2 separate regions of the Mus musculus genome follow, and region 1 is linked to region 2. The links are chromatin contacts, called in public Hi-C maps. All regions are on one chromosome and are shown on one strand. Each heading gives the region's core, a stretch centred on a gene start, on an enhancer-like site or on the middle of the called end of the contact. The rest is flanking DNA. Distances are from core to core; before and after follow the strand shown. Region 1 has its middle 26 kb from the start of A830009L08Rik. Region 2 overlaps Atg10 (autophagy related 10).

Region 1 (4,794 bases), core at 1,883-4,382, 230 kb before region 2:
AGACATAGACACGCACACAGATATATACACACAGACATACACACACACACACACACACACACACACAAGAACACACAGAGACACACATACAGACATACATACACACAGAGACACCCACATACAGACACAGACATACACATACACAGGCAGACAGAGACACACATACAAGTACACAGAGAGACACCCACACACAGACACCCACATATAGACAGACAGACAGACAAACACACACACACACACACACACACACAGACACACACACAGAAACACACATACACACACAGGCTCACACACAGAGACAAACACATAGAGACATACAGACATCCCCCCACACATACACACAGACACAGAAAGGCCTCAGGACAGCAGCGAGATAACCAAGAAAGGCTGGGAGGCCACCCACCTCCCACACTATAACACATCCCTGCTATTGCTATGAGCCACTGTGGCTCTTCTTTAAGGATGAAAAGGTGGGAAGCCATTCTTCCCTACTCCTAAAGGAAGATAAACAGGCAGTTTCAGAAATTTGTGGACATGGAGGAATGAATATAGGCAATGGTTTGGAGCCAACAGAACAAGAAAGAGAATCAAGTATGGGCTCCAGTTGGGCTTGAGTAATGGAAGACTTCAGCTGGCAGCTCCCATGGCTAACTGGAGAAATGCTTTTCCTTTTCTTTGAAAACAGCTACCAGACAGTCATGGTGGCACAAGCCTGTAAGCTCAGCAATTCCTAGGCTGAGACAGCAGATAAGACCAGTCTGGGTCCATGGTGAGACCCCGAGTTACCAAGCAGGCCAAGTCAGACCTAAAATCAGATCCTGACTATGTGGTAGAGAGGACTCTGTTTAGGGATTTGTTTTTAGGAGATCTCATAAGTGCTTTTTACATGTGCTAAATTCTGAGAGCCACAGACACATAGTTTAAGAAAAATATCTTCCTCCTTTTTTTTTTTAACTCATGAGAAAAATAGACTTTCCTTTCTTCTGCTATTTTTGGAAGCTTTATAATCTCTTGGTGGGATGCCTTTCTTTCTGTTTACCTTCAGATAAGATGGATTTCATGTTGGTAGAGCTGGCAGGAGAGGGTTACTGAAATGTCCTAATATGTCCACTAATAACCACAGTAGCCAAAGATTTCAGAATTCAGCTTTCTAAGTACTTAAATGTGCTAACTCCATCTTACAGATAGAAAAATGGGCACAGGCAGGTGAGACCTCATGCCTAGATCTGGTTGTGTGGGAAAATTCGATTGCAAAACAGGAAAGGGACAAGATGCCTCAAATCAGTGTGCTCGAATCAAGTCACTTAACCTCTCCTTCATTGGGCAGACTCCTTGAGTTAACTCATAGATTGTATTAGGAAGCCATTCCGTGGTTTCTACACACTGTTCTTGTTTGAGACCTCGGTGAACAGGTGAAAAGAAATCTCAAAGCTAGGCCCTGTTGCTGGGTTTATCTAGTGTTGATCTGGATGGTATTTGAAAATCATTTCTAAACACTCAAACCAACCGATAGAATATCTCTAAATGAACGGACATGAAAATCCAAAAAACAATTTCTTAAAAGAAAAAGCAATAAGTAGCTGCGATCCTACACGGCCTCTCTAGAGCTTTGAAGCTGGTTTTAAGAAATTGATTTGGTTCCATCCTTGCTTTATGAAGGGCCATAAAGCCTGCCTCCTCTTCCTGGCTCAGCTCCCTAGACAGGATTTCCAGCACTCGCTAGCACAGCTTTGCTCCTGTTGTTCCCAAGCTGAGAACACACCTTTCTGATGGGAGTGTTGCAGTTCAGTCCTCCTTGCACACTGCAGATGGTATCTTCTGTGGGAAGCCCCCTCATCCCACTTCCCCGGGGAAGCTTACTGTTCTCTGGGCTCCCACAAAACACAGCTACTCCGGGTTCCAGCGCTGTAACAAGACAAGAGGCTGCAACGGTTTGTCTCAGGAGCTCTTCCAGGCCAGCCAAACGCTGTGATTTACTTATCTTTATGAATGTCACGAACCAGCAAAGTCTACAGCGTATTTTAAGTGCTATATAACACTTGTTAAATGAATGAAAAGGTTTAAGTGGTGTGGGTTATTATTATTTTTTTATTAGAGTGAGGTGGGCTGTACAAGGGCATCACACTGGTTTTTAGGCAGCCAACCTAGAATTCTCTGTCATTCACTGTGATAAAAGACATGATCCTGAAGAAGTGGACATGATTTTATGCACATAAACTTCCTGCTTTTTCTGCAGTAGTATAAGCATTGCTAAAGAACATGATCTGATGAGATTACTCAACGGGTAAAAGTGCTACCTAGTGCAAGACTGGGGTCCTGAGTGTAATCCTGGGGGTGGGGGTGGGGGTGGGGACCATCATCCATGCATGTTTCCACCCCACTCACACACATAATAATAAGTTTAGATTTTTTTTTCTCAGAACATACCCTGGGATAGATAAGAAAACACAGCTAGACATTGGACAAGAACAGTTACCAAATCAGCGTGACTGGGAGCAGAACTCAGCTTGGTTTACCAGCTGAGCTGGATTCAGACTGAAAGACTTGAAGAACAACAATGCCTGCTGTTCATTTTGTGCTTTTCTGTGGTTATGAACGATGCTGTTTTTCCCCTCCGTTTCTCCAAAGATTAGGGATACTCTGCTCCCCTTAGCCATCCTGTGCTAACGACGCAGAGAGGCAGAGTAAGCAAACTGAGCGGAGACCTGTCTTCCCTTCTCTTGGCTAAGAACTTTATCGAGAAAAAAATGACACCCCATACTTCCACATGGTCACGTGTGCTAGAAGGAGTGGAAGTTCCGGGCCCAGTCTTTCTTTCCAGCCTTATCCAGAACAACACATGCTGCATTTCTTCCCTCTAACCACACAGGCATGGTTGGCTTCCCATTATAGACTCTTTTACACACTCTTCCCTTTGCCCACTACCCTTCCTTCCACTGCCCTTTGATTTTGTTAACTAAGATTAGTCTTCACACAGCAGGCATACTTTCCTTAAGTCTCTGGTCTAGCCTCTCTCACTGGCTCCTTGTCTTTCCCTCTCTTTTCCCAACTCCTTCTCTCTCACTTCTCTGTTTTGTTTTATTTGATTTTTGAGTCAGGGTCTCACAGTGTATCTCAGAGTGCTCTTGCTGGGGTTACCAGCAAGCATGGACACACACAGCACCAGGTACCTTGTCATCACCTTAGCTCTTGCCACCAGAAGGAGCTGAGTTTCAGTTCCCAAACCGATGAAAAAGTCCTGCCATGAGGAAGCAGAGACAGGAGGGTGCCTGTGGCTTATTGTCCAGCCAGCCGAGCTGAGTTGGTGAGTTGGTGAGTCCCTGGTCCCATGGAGAGTTCTTGTCTCAAAAAAAAAAAAAAAAAGTCTTATTTTCTTACATTCTCCTATTTATGTAAATGCTGAGAGCAAGGACTTTGCCCATTTTTGCAACATTGTATCTCAAGTTCCTAGCATAATATTGAATAGAGAATAAGTCTTGATAGAATGAAGTCAGGCAGAGAAGCAAGCTTGCACAGGCTACTAATTCGAAGTATGTGTCAGTAAAAAAAAAAAAAAAAAAAAATCCTTTCCTCAAATATACTGAGGTAGGAGAACCATAAAATAGATGGCAGCAGGTATTTTGGTGGCACGTTCTTTCTTTGACTCTCTCTTATGCGCCAGGCCCCCAGATCAATCTTAAGGATACATTATGAATGACAGACACATTGAGGCTTGCTCTCAGGCTGCCATTAAAACTTCCCTTTAGTATGTACAAGCTAATGGTAACTGTATCCATAAAATAATAATGTAAACATAGTGTGTGTATAGTGGACCAAGCTATGTTACACTTCATGTTATATATTCTTTAGTGTTGGTGCCACACCCTTACCAGTTCCCTTGATTTTCACAGGACCACCGACTGATGGCATTTTATCACCTCTAGCTTTTTGTTGTTGTTGGTTTTTTGTTTGTTTGTTTTGTTTTGTTTTTTTCGAGACAGAGTTTCTCTGTGTAGCCCTGGCTGTCCTGAAAATCACTCTGTAGACCAGGCTGGCCTTGAACTCAGAAATCCACCTTCCTCTGCCTCCCAAGTGCTAGGATTAAAGGCGTGCGCCACCACTGCCTGGCCACCTCTAGCTTTAAAGCTAAAGAAAGGCACCCTCGGAGGCATTAAATTCCTTATTCAAGATTACTCACTTGAAGTGCAACCAGAGGCCTTGGTCTGGATGACACAGATGTTATCTTTTTGGATATTAGAGACAGGCATGAGAACTATGCAGAAATCAATCTGAAATTCTTCCACAGTGTCACATTCCAGTGTCCTAGTCTCCAGCCACAATCTCCCACCTTTCTGGTAATAAGAAATGGAGGGACTTCTGCTCTCCATACTTTTTCTTCACAGTGCGTGGTTCCCACTCTCCTGGATTTTCGCTATCAGTCTCTGTATGTGTGGGAAGGATGGCTTGTTTCAGTAATGCTGACAAGTTAAATCAGTGTGCCCTTCTAGATTGGGTTCTACTTCCTGGCAGATTTCCATGGCCAGAATCCCCTGCTCCACCCTCCTGGAAGTCACTTCTTGTCTTTAGTGGATTAGGTTTCAAAGTTTCTTCAGGCAGAGGCTTCTGTGGCTTGGCCCCTGACGAGGTTTGGAAGGCTGATTATCTTTGTGTGCTGGCAGAGCACGGCACAGGCGTCCACAGCATCCTTGAAGCAGGTACCTCATCCCTGGCAATAGTGGGGAAGATGAGTCATTTTCTCTTTGTGGCTGTCTCAGGTTCGAGTTCCCTGACAACTCTTCTGCTAAGCACGCTTCT
Region 2 (5,259 bases), core at 77-2,576:
ACCTCAGTAAAACAACCCATCTCACCTCAGGACGGAGGACTCCATACAAACCTCTCTGAAACCAATCAGCTTGTGAAACAGATCTGACTCCTGAGCTACACTTCGACTCCATTATTGTCTTAATACTAGCCGAGTCCAACCCGTTGATTCCATGCATCAGATTTGAAGACTCTACCCTTTGGCCTGTCGTGATGGCGGTCGTCAGTGGAGGAGAGTGTAATGGGATTGCCGGGGGATTTGTGTGGCAGGGTGGTGCAGTGCGGTTGGAAGCTCCAAATCTTTGGAGTTGGGTATATTTGGTTTAAATCTCTATTTTTACTCATTTTCACTTCATGAGTTTGAAGATTTTAGTGAAACTTTTTAAACCTCAGACCCCTTGTCTATAAAACAGGGTCTCGAATTCTAACAGGACTGAGGTGGGGACCCGGGTCTTTGTGTCATTTATTCTGTTCTGGAAATAATGCAAATGCTGTTGTGAGTGATTCATCTCACTTGGTTTCTTTGCCTATCTCCTGATGCTGAGACACTCAGCAGGAGGAGAACTGTTGCCTTTCCAACACTGCCTTATAGGTGGGGTTAAGGGAGCCAAGGACTAACATTTGTTCAGTTCTCATAGCACAACTTTAGGGCAGCTTTACTGCTGTAGAACTTTGGAAGTTGGCAAGCCCTGCAGCTGTCAGGGATACGCTGGTTCTGAAATCGCACATCACGACAGTAGCACGAATTGCCCCAAGATAATAGTTCCTTTGCTTGTTAATGCTGTAATGAAAGTGGAAGGTTTAATATTTATGACACATTTCAATGTAAATTCAAAATATCATATCATATCATGTTATATTATAGTAAGAGTTTAAAGAAACTTTAAAATTATTACATAGCCTCCTCATTGTCAGGTTTTAAAGGCTTGTACCATTCTGCCTGGTGGCCTTCATATAATTTTTCTGTGTATTTTCTTTATCTTAACTGAAATATAGTGTAATGATTTAATTATGAAATTAGAAAATACAGCCTCTGTTTCTCAGTTGAAAACAGGGTAGGAGAGACTCCTCATTATACATCTGTGTGAAACTATCTTTCTGTAAGTTGGTGAAATTTTTATGTCCTTGAAATGCCAGTTTCTTGCTAGAATTATTTCTGGAATTTTTTTTTTTTTTTGCCACGAGGGAAGAAATTCCTTGATTGCATTGCTGTCTTGGCTCCCGTCTTCCATTTGTCTTTTCTCTGGAATTCTGCCAAGGTCACGGTTATTCGGTGGTGACCTGGGCTTTGTTGGCTGTGTGGAAATGACATAAATCAGCCTGTGAGAGAATCAACCCGCGACAGCTACAGGGCATGCTTTCTGCATGGCGTCCTCTCCCTGGCACCCAAGTCTGACTGCTTTGAAATAGACCCTGTAGTCTCATGTTTGGTGCATCTTGATGGTGACCCTTATTTTCTGAACTGTTTCTGTCCCAGGCTCTTATATCACATTAGGAAAGTACTGAACACAGTTTAAAGTTTATACTGCATTTGAGGGCATTCAGGAGAAAGGCTCTGGCTCCCTGAAGACAGAAGTACCCTTTTCTCCGCCAGAAAGCTCATTGTAAAACTGAGGGGTTTAACCAAAAAGGACTTCCATGTAAATTGAATATTGATAGGGAAGGGAGGTTAATTGGCCTTAGATACTGGGTTGCTAAGGAAGCATTTTCCTGATTGGGAGGAAACTCTCCTGGGTGTTCTGCAGCTTCTTGTGGACCTACAGTGCTTTGTTTCCTCTCCTGCTTTCTGTTTCTGAGTTGGAAAGGGAAAGAGCAGAAAGCTATCATAGGAATGAAAAGCTGTGTGGAGCAGATGGTAGCTCTGTCTTAGCTGCAGAAAGAGAACTAAATACTGGCTAGCAACAAGCCCATGCCAGCAAGGACTCTTTGTTTAAGGCAGATGCTTGGAAAATATCATGAGGGCAAGACGGAATGAGCATGCTGGGAGGACAGAGAGAGGCTAGGCTAGGCTTTTTTCTGTGTCTGGATAAACTGAGGCAAAAGAGATGAAAGGAAGTTTTGAATCCGTATCCAATATCCAAGTAAAACCACGCGATTAACTATATTCAGTTTTGTTGATCTAATTAAAAATAATTTAGCATAGATTGTTTATATTTTGGCTGTTTTATACTATACTTTTTATTATGTTTAGGAAATTTAGAATTTTTATCTGTGATTATTTTAATAAACACTACTGACTTATTAGTGTCATTTTATATTAAAAAATAGGGATATTATTCCTCTATAAGTTTCAGTGTCTCTGGTTTTATGTGGAGTTCTTTGAACCACTTAGACTTGAGCTTTGTACAAGGAGATAAGAATGGATCAATTCTCGTTCTTCTACATGCTAACCGCCAATTGAGCCAGCGCGATTTGTTGAAAATGCTGTATTCTCTCCACTGGATGGTTTTAGCTCCTTTGTCAAAGATCAAGTGACCATAGGTGTGTGGGTTCATTTCTGGGTCTTCAATTCTGTTCCATTATTCTACCTGTCTGTCACTGTACCAGTACCATGCAGCTTTTAATCACAATTGCTCTGTAGTACAGCTTGAAGTTGGGGATGGTGATTCCCCCAGAGGTTCTTTTATTGTTGAGAATAGTTTTTGCTATCCTAGGATTTTTGTTATTCCAGATGAATTTGCAAATTGTCCTAGATGTCTTTGTATAGTACTAGCTATATACACTAGGCTCTCTGGTTATACTTTAATTTATAAGCTATTAGTTCTGCATACTGAATGATGCTTCATTAACTTAGTGAAGTTAATACCTGTAGTTTGCTTAACTTCATTTTTTTCCCTCCACAGGTACTTTTTAGTGCCTACTGAGCAGGAATTTTTGTGTCTAAGGACACCTGAAAGCACTTGTGGGCAGTGGTGACTTTTTAGGAGAGCTACCCACAAACCACCTTTCCTTGTCTTAGTCTTTCTTCCTTTCTGTACTGCAATCTTCTACCTCTATTGAATGATATGATGTAGAATTTTATGGCACCTTTAAATTTTAAAATTTAATTTGATTTTGTGTGTGTGTGTGTGTGTGTGTGTGTGTGTGTGTGTGTGAGAGAGAGAGAGAGAGAGAGAGAGAGAGAGAGAGAGAGAGAGTATGCTTAAAGAAAGGGTCAGGCATTCCTCACACATCCTAAAAACCTGGAGTGCCATAGAAGTCACAAATCTGCCCTGGTGGCCTGTGTTGCACCTATTCCTGGTTATATGGCCACTTAACTCTTGCCTTACAAGCGTCATGAGGAGAGTCTTAGAAGAAACACTTTTAGTAACACTCTTTTTAAAACCTTTTTATTCGTTGTTTTTGAGTTTCACATCATGTACCCCAGCCCTGCTCACCTTCCCATCGCCTCATATCCACCCTTCACCCTGGCAACCCCTCCCCCAAAATAAAACACACACGCAAACAAACGAACAGCAACATAAATAAGGCATAAAGACATCTCATATGGAAGCTGTGCTATGTCATAGTTTGTCCCAAAGAGTGTCTCTCTGTCCACACATATTCATTGCAATATTCATTGTAAATATTCATTGCAATGAGTCATTGATCTGGTTTGAGATCTCTGGCTTCTGTGACATTGTCAATATTGGATCCTCACCGGGACTCCTCTCAGTTATCCTGTTGTTGCCCTGTGTCATGGAGATCTTGCAACTTTGGATCAGCAGGACTTGCCTTTTTATTCAGCTCAACCATTCACAGAGCCCTGGATTGGGACCTGGGTAGTAGCTGGTCAACGTGTTGGCTCTCCCTCATCTATACCACCAGGGTGAGCTTTCCAGCCCTGCTCTGGCTAGGCCACCTAGTACCTCCATCAGCAGGAGGCAGGGTCAGCCCTCCTGCTCTCATGCCCTTGGGGTTGACCCACCTGCACCCATGCCTCCAGAGCCAGCTCCACTGTGCTGCTCAGTCAAGGTAGAAGTCCTGCTCTCACAAGTGTTGCAGCCTGTGAGGGTCTGGGCCAGCTCTCCTGCTTGCTTGCTCCCTTGCTTGCTCTTACACCCTCAGGATTGGGGCTCACTTGTGTGTTTGTCATCAGGACCAGCTCCACTGTGGGGGTACAGGGCCCATTCTCCCAAGTGGTCCAGCCAGTGATGGGGAAGGGCTAGTTCTTCCCCTCTCATGACTCCAGCCAGGTTCAGCTCACCTGGTGCCTGCAGGTTGCTAGGGGAGGAAGGGGAGGCATAACCCTGCACTCACCACAGCACACAAGACAAGTGGTGGGGCCAGCTCTCCAGCTCTCTCACCCTCTCAGGCCTGCTCACCTGCTGAGCCATCTTGCTGGCTCCATCAATGATACATAATATGCTGGAAAGCCAGACAAGATTATTAACAAAAAGACAAGATTATTAACAAAACAAAAACTGCATTCGGAGAATAATAAGTTAAACTAGAATTGCTCAGTCATAAAGCAATAGAATAGTATATTTGAGTCACAAGGAAGACTCAGCGGTCCTTTTGCAATTCTGTGGTATAAGTACACTCTAATATTAAGTATGATGTGTGTGTATGTTTTAAGTCCCTATTTTCAGATTGCTTATCTTTAGTCTTTCTTCATAGTCCATTGGTTCAGGACTTTGAGAGCCTTTCAGAGTTAGCAAGTGATAGTGAGACAGGGATAACAATGACAGGGGGGGGTGTGTGCAGCTAGAAGGAAAGCAACTTCATATAGAATTTGAGCAGGTAAATCAACAAGGGAAATATTGACACTGTGATAGTATTCAGTAGCTTTCAGATAGGATGCTTATTTTAATGTAGTATCCACTACTTTAAAATAAGTATATTTTTGTAGCTATGAAAGACTCTTCACTGAGCTGAAATTAAAAAAAAATTTTTTTTCAGCTTTCAATGGCTTATATTAAAACAAAGCTCAGCCTGTAAACTCGTTAAGTAAGGACCCTAGGCAGTTCTCCAGTGCTGAGTCTGAAAGCCAGTGCTGCAGACGTCTTTACCTCACTGTCAGGAGTGAGAGACCTTGAAGGAAGCCAGCACTTTATGAACCAGAATCCTCTCTGTGGCACTTCATTCTGAATTGCTTCTTTAGACTAAGCTGTAAGATCTTTTCTTTGGTGTGATGTGGTAAGCATTTTCTTTGGTAAGACTTTCTTTTCTTTACACTTCATAGATTTTGCCCTTCTCTGGAGTATTTTGTTGGCAAGTTCTTACAGATTCTGGTCTTTCACTCACTGCAGGGCATGTAAGTGGAATTGCCCTTCTTCCTGGTTGCTGTTAGAGGGATGGA

What was found. A called contact is a pair of places that touch in the nucleus more often than the background predicts.
Region 1: a Hi-C map of Sertoli cells shows a contact between it and region 2, with 2.7 times the contacts expected there. The contact joins two enhancer-like sites. A contact is called at or near these places in 1 of 15 datasets of contacts at CTCF or cohesin (pro-B cells), 3 of 484 Hi-C or Micro-C datasets (the N1E-115 cell line, Sertoli cells and uterus), 6 of 115 datasets of contacts at active chromatin or transcription factors (Th17 cells, astrocytes, differentiating embryonic stem cells and 3 more) and 1 of 9 other capture datasets (embryonic stem cells).

What each region holds. Positions count from the first base shown.
Region 1 is chr13:91,360,104-91,364,897 of GRCm38.p6, reverse strand. No RefSeq gene overlaps it. Among named protein-coding and RNA genes, the nearest start is that of A830009L08Rik, 26 kb to the left of the region's middle. Within about 2 kb of position 3,132, at least 14 of the 459 cell types and tissues checked have an H3K27ac peak or open chromatin away from gene starts, as enhancers often do. A contact at or near this core is called in Sertoli cells, where this site is marked.
Region 2 is chr13:91,125,313-91,130,571 of GRCm38.p6, reverse strand. The region is part of intron 3 of Atg10 (autophagy related 10); the gene reads left to right. Among named protein-coding and RNA genes, the nearest start is that of Atg10, 96 kb to the left of the region's middle. Within about 2 kb of position 1,326, at least 44 of the 459 cell types and tissues checked have an H3K27ac peak or open chromatin away from gene starts, as enhancers often do. A contact at or near this core is called in Sertoli cells, where this site is marked.